Linked DNA regions of Oryctolagus cuniculus: region 1 is linked to region 2. Evidence: chromatin contacts called from public Hi-C data. All regions are on one chromosome and are shown on one strand. Each heading gives the region's core, a stretch centred on a gene start, on an enhancer-like site or on the middle of the called end of the contact. The rest is flanking DNA. Distances are from core to core; before and after follow the strand shown. Region 1 holds the start of SIM2 (SIM bHLH transcription factor 2). Region 2 overlaps HLCS (holocarboxylase synthetase).

Region 1 (2,880 bases), core at 108-2,607, 43 kb after region 2:
CGGGAGCCGGCGCATGGAACGCAAGAGCCCTGCACCCCTCCAGGCAAAGAGGAGAAATGAGGAGAGTAGATTAAAAGGGGACATTTTAAAAAGAGTAGGGAAGGGGAGGCGAGGGAGAAAGAGAAAAGAAAGGAAAGCAAGGGTGAACTGGAAGAGAAAAGAAAGAAGGGAGAGAAACAAAAAAAAGAAAGCAAAAAGGAAAGAATGGAGAGAGAGAAAAGAAAGAGAAAAAAGAAAGAGAGAGAGAAAGAGAGAAAAATAAAAAGAAAGAAGACTGACTGTAATGGTGGAGCCGGTGCAGGCCTGGGGACCTTCTGTTCCTGGGACAACTCTTGGTTCGCTAATGCGCGACCCTGGGACAAAAGATGGTTTGGTGGCCTGGGCCGTCCCAGCCTTGCCCCTCTCCTTGAGTCAGGGTTGGAGCTGAAGCCCCCGCCGGGGCCTCCCCAGGCAGCTGGCTGCTGCTCCCCGCCTGCGCCGAGGCCGCCAGCTCCCCAGCGTCCCCGGCGGCCCACCTGCGGCCTCACCTTCGGGGAAGACGGCGCGCATCTTCAGATAGCTCGTGGTGAGTCGGATGATGGACGCTTTGTCCAGCTGCGAGGTGATGGCCGACGGCAGCGGGAGCAGCTTGGCCAGCTCGTAGAACTCGCCATTTTCCTTCTCCCTCCTGGTCTTGGCCGCATTCTTGGACTTCTCCTTCATCGCGCCTCGGCTCTGGGCATATTAGACCCGGCGGCGCTGCAGGCCCGCGGAGCCCCGCTCGGGCTGCCCCGGCGGGGACCGGCAAAGGGGTTCCGGAGCCAGGTGGGTCCGGAGCGCCGGCCGCGGGCAGGTGCGCGGGACCGCCCCGGGGCACCGAGGCGCCTCGCCGCAGCCGCCAGCCCTGGGTTCGGCGCAAACCCGCGGCGCCGCCCCGCGCTCCGCCCGCCGCGGCCCGGGGCGCAGCCTCCTCGGGGCTGGGCTGTCCCGCGGCGACCGGAGCACCGCTTCCCGCTCGCTTCTGCTCTCTCTTCCTCCCTCCGCCTGTGGCCCGTGTCTCGGCTTTCCCGAGGGCGAGGGGGCCGGCGAGAAGGCGGCGGCGCCCTTTAGTCCTTAGCCGAGGGTGTGCACCCGCGGCCGCGAGGCCCCTCCGCCGCGGAGGGCCGCAGGGGCGGCGGCGGCCGCGGAGCCATGGAGCGGGAGGCGAGCGGAGGGGAGTGGGGCGCAGGCGGCTGGGGCCCGGCCCCGGCGCGCTCTCCTGCCCTCCCTGGCCGCTCTCGGTGCCTGGAGACGCGGTGCCTGGAGCCCGCGAAGGTGGCGAGGCGCAGCCGCTCCGCCGTCCACGTGCGACCGAACTGCGTTTGTTTATGGCGGACCCGCCTTCGGGCGGAGCGCGGGGCCGCCCCGGCCCAGGGGGGGAGGGGGACCGGCAGGGGGAGGGGCCGTGGCGGGGGCGGGGGCGGTGAATCTCGCCTCCGACCCTGCCGCGGCCCTGGAGCCACTGGCGCGCCTCCGCGCCGCTGCCCCCAGGGACTCTCCTGGTGGAGACCCGCGCGCTCCCGGGCTCGGGCAAGTCGCGGTGAGTGCACCCGGCGCCCCGTGGGGACCCGACCTCCGAGAGCGGGTCGCGGGACCTGGGCGCTCGGCTGGGCGCGGGGAGGAGCGAAGTAGGGAGGAGGGAGGGGTGTCCAGGCCTCCTCTGTGGCTCTCGGGCAGGTCGCCGGCGGGCGCAGCCGGGAGGAGGCGGCGAGACCCGCCGGCCAAGTGCCCTGCCGGGGAGCGCCGAGTCCTCGGAGCGCGAGCGGCTCCTGTGCTCTCGCCCTCCCCAAGTCGCAGGTCCGAGAGCCAAAGCGGTGCGGCCAGAGGGAAGGGCCCCCGCCCCATACACATACACAAAAGGAAATCGCGGGAGGCTCCGAAGTGACCCTTCTGCCCCTTGTCTCCTGCAAACAGAGCAAAAAGAGATCGGCGCCCTCGCAGGAGGCCGCCAGGACGCCCGGGCCGGGCGGAAGGAGGGAGGGGTTCGGGGAGCCGAGCCTGGCGGCGAGGCCTCTCCCTGGGCGCCGGCCGGAGCTGCCCGAGAGTGGCGCAGCCGCACGATCCGTTGCAGCGGGGATTTCGGGGGATCGCAGTGGGGCGGTCACTTGGGGGCGAGGGTTGCAGAGGTGGGCTCACCTGGCAGGCGTCGGTGGGGCCCAAGCGACAAGACAGAAGACAGGGGAGCTGGGAGGCGCCTTTGGAGGCGAGGCCACCCGGCATCCCGCCGCGCTCTCTCTGGGACACCCGAGACTTGAGGAGTCTTGCTGTCCCGCCTTGTCCCAACCTTAAGCGTCTGCACCCCGGGATAGGTTTGGGCACGGGGTCCTCCGCCCACGCCACCTACGGCGATGGGCAACAACCCTATCCTTTCCAGGAGCCTGAAAGCCCCGACGCAGTGTGGACACCAGCTCCCTAGGCGCCCCGGGTTATGGACAGGCGCAGAGGCCACAGTCACTCTGGGACTTCGGGGTCCTGGGTGGTCTCCCGGCGGTGTGCCGCGCACTGTTGGGATCTGGGGCCTTGGAGCGCCTACGCTAGAGGTAGCCACGCGGATGGAGGTCGCCCGATCAGAAGAGCTGGCCGGGGGGATTTTCGCTCCGGGCGCACTGCGTTCTTCCTCTGCCCAGGAGGAGCCGGCTGCTCGGCGCTCTCAGGGGCAGGCACCAGGAAGACCCGGTCCCGACCACCGTGCCTGCAGCAGGCGCTCCTCACTTCCCGTAGGGACCCCATTAAGGCCAGGACTTTGAAGGCATTAGAGGCGGCGTAGACGCCCCATCCAGGTGGTTGGCAACGTGAGCAAACCCGGGCTCACCCCCGCCGGCCCCTCTCACCCTGGCAAACCCACCGCAGAGCCGCTGGAGC
Region 2 (3,044 bases), core at 439-2,938:
GGGCAGAGCTGCCCGACCCCACGTCTAGGGTCCACGGAGCTTCAGTCTTCACAGAAACTGCATTGCCCGTTCTCTGAAATGGGACCCTGGACTCAGGAGGAGCGTGGGTGCGAGAGCCCGGGCTCCCCTCCCGCTTGCAAGCTGTGTTGATGCCTCTGCCCTCTGCCGTGTTTTGTGAAAGGGGAGGTGTCCTCCTCCTGGACTGGTGGCCGATTTCAGTGGCACTCGCAGGAGGTGCCCCCCCCCCCACAGGACGCGGTGATAACTGGGCATCCTGGGGCCCCTGCTGGCGCTGGGAATCGGGCGGGGCGGGGGGTGCGGGGGTGGTTGGAAGGAAGAGGGTTTGCATCTCCTGTGAAATCCTTGGCGGGTTCTCCTGCAGCACCCTGGTGTTGCTTGCCGTGGGGACACAGGTCCCGGGGTGGGGGGCACTGGCCTGGGGGGTCCTCACCCCCGACACACACAGCATGGACACTCCTCACCCTAGTGTTGGGGTGCAGAGAACACAGCCAGCCCCGCCCTGCAGTTGCAACACGCAAGGAGTGGGGGTGCCCTGGGTCCAGCCAGCCTCAGAACCCCAGTCCTTGTTCCCAGGTGATTACTATGCAGCTCTGAGACTCGAGGAGGTTTGAACCTTTTGCATTTTTAGCTTTTCAAGGAGCCATCTCAGAAAACTCACTTTAAACCATTGCCTATAAAAAGCAAGTCTATGGAATAAACTTTACGACTTTCTGTAGTGTGGGCTCCTTATTTTGACCACAAGTTTCATTTTTTAAAAGAGGCGACTACTTTTGGCTACAGTATTTTTATTCATATCTGAACATATTTTTACAAAATAAATATCATTTTACATAGTAAGGAATATGTATGTATTTCTAAGCAATAAGCTGGTGTTTGGCTTTTATGTATTTTTGACAAAGGTATTACGCGTCATACAAAAGAGAAATCTTACTACTCCAAAGAATGAAAAGGTAGCAAAACCCAAAAAGTAAAAAAAAAAAAAAACAAAAAAAAAAACTTTTAAAACAGGTCAGAAATAAATTTGCTCTAACAACTTCTGGATTCTTTGACAGCGTTTCTTGTTCTTTTGTGGAAACCGCTCGCCTTTTGGCTTCATTGTGTGGCTCCAGGTTCGTAATACAGCGCTTGAGGAGGGGCCTGGACAGTGCCGCCCGGGTAACCCTAACCCTTGGGGCTGCTGTCATTCTGAGCGTGTTCTTTCTCGCCCGTGTCCGCGCCAGCCCCCAAGGCGACCCCTGAACGGTAGAAGCAGGACCCTCCCCACCCTAGGGTGCAGGGAGGCCGGGATGAGGAGGATAAAAGGGTGGGGGCGAGGGGCTGGGGCTTTCGGGGCTGCCCTTCGCACACAGCTCACTTCTGCACAAAGATATGAATGGAATGGCTTTTCTAGAAGGGGCTTCCAAGGACATAAAGGAATTCCTGTCCCTGGGAGGGCTGAGCCAGTCGTGAATTGAGCTGATTCCTCAAATCCATTTGATCTGGCATTTTTGTCAACACGGTACATGTTCGGGCTCACTAGCACTTTTGTGTGTGTGTGAGAGAGAGAGGCCTAGGTATTAAAATGCTTCCTCTTCCCCTGCCCGCGCCCCTCGCCCAAGCCCGGGAACAATACGCCGGCCGCGGCGTGCGCGCGCTCCGAGGCGGACGCGCCCGGGCCGGGTTGCCGTGGCGACGGCTCCGCGCACGCGCGCTCGCGGGAGGCCCCGGCCGGCGGGAAGCCGCTCTGACGCAGGCTGCTCGGGTTCTAGGCTGCGGGGCCCGCGGGGTACACGCGTGCTCTCGGTGGAGCCCGTGGACCGCATCGTTTGTAAATCTAGAATGGGCTTTTTGGTTTGTTGTGGTGTATAATCTCGGCAGTGAGATCCTTGTTCTCGAAGTGCCCCCAACGCCCTCGCGAGTGTGTGCTAAACCCAGCCCCACACGGACACAGCCGCATTGTGCGGCGTTTGATAGAATGTCCGTGGTGTCCGCTGACCACCAAACCCACACCCTCCTGCAATCACGGTTTCCTCGCACGACGCGGGCAGAGGGAGCCAGCGCGCCGACGGCTGTGGAGGCGCCCGGTCCTGCCGCCCGGCACCCACAGGGGCTGCGCGGGTCAGGTCCTCGCTGTCCACACAGGGTCAGCCCCGGGCCCGTTCCCGTGTCGACAGCGGCTGGGGCGGGGCGGTGTTGAGAAAGGCCGCGCGAGGAGCTGGAGCAGTCTGACAGCCCGGGTTCCAGGGACCCGCACCATGACAAGCAAAGGAAAAAAAAAAACATAAAAACGAACGGAAGTTTATTTTTCAAACACGGCTGGTGCTTTGGAAAAGGATTTCTGTGAACCGGTTACACACATGACAGGTCCATGTGCAGTCCTCTTGCTGTGTATAAAATAACAGAAAATGCTTCAAATGTGTACATCGTCTCCTTACTTCCCGGAAGCACGTTTTCTCCCACAAGGTGCAGGCCGTAGGCAGTTTTCCTTATTGCACATGCAGCGTCACCAACTTCCTTAGCACTACGTGTAGCAAACCCCGCCTAGCGAATTGCGGACGCGCGCGGGCTGGGGGGTGGGCGGTTCGCGTGGAATCCGGCTTGGCGGGGTCGTTCTCGTCAAGGTCTGGCCAGGGAATCGGGGTTTTAATTTTTTTTCTCTTTTTTTGCATTTGATGCCTATTCAGTATATGCTGAAGGTGCCACTCTTGGGGTGATGGAGAGTTCACAGGGGTTAGGGAGAAGTAGGAGCTGATAACGGACTTGGGGTGCACACCCAAGTTCACGCACACACAGTGGGGCTGCACGCGCGCCCCCTCCCCTGTCTTGGCTCCAGTTTTGTATTAAAAAATAAAAAAAAGTTAACGCGAGATCCGTGAGTGACTTTTTAAAGACAGCGTTGGTGTCTCCTGCCCCTCCCCCAGCCCCGGGAGCAGGCCAGGTGCGGGAGCCCGACTTCCAGATGAGGGAAACCGACCCGCCCCCCGCCCCACGTCTCCGCGGGGCGAGCAAGGCCGGGGGTCCCTTCGTCCCAGCCTCGGCGCCCG

The links. A called contact is a pair of places that touch in the nucleus more often than the background predicts.
Region 1: a contact with region 2 is called in a Hi-C map of skin fibroblasts, with 2.7 times the contacts expected there. The contact joins the promoter of SIM2 here to the enhancer-like site in region 2. A contact is called at or near these places in 2 of 6 Hi-C or Micro-C datasets (ear pinna and skin fibroblasts).

What each region holds. Positions count from the first base shown.
Region 1 is chr4:8,192,869-8,195,748 of mOryCun1.1, forward strand. It overlaps SIM2 (SIM bHLH transcription factor 2), which reads right to left and starts at 1,358. Exons shown (of 11, transcript XM_051833637.2): 1 at 528-1,358. The coding sequence starts at 702.
Region 2 is chr4:8,149,538-8,152,581 of mOryCun1.1, forward strand. HLCS (holocarboxylase synthetase) reads left to right here. Exons shown (of 11, transcript XM_051833635.2): 11 at 1-1,062. SIM2 (SIM bHLH transcription factor 2) reads right to left here. Exons shown (of 11, transcript XM_051833637.2): 11 at 2,283-3,044. Among named protein-coding and RNA genes, the nearest start is that of SIM2, 43 kb to the right of the region's middle. Within about 2 kb of position 1,689, at least 6 of the 8 cell types and tissues checked have an H3K27ac peak or open chromatin away from gene starts, as enhancers often do. A contact at or near this core is called in ear pinna, where this site is marked.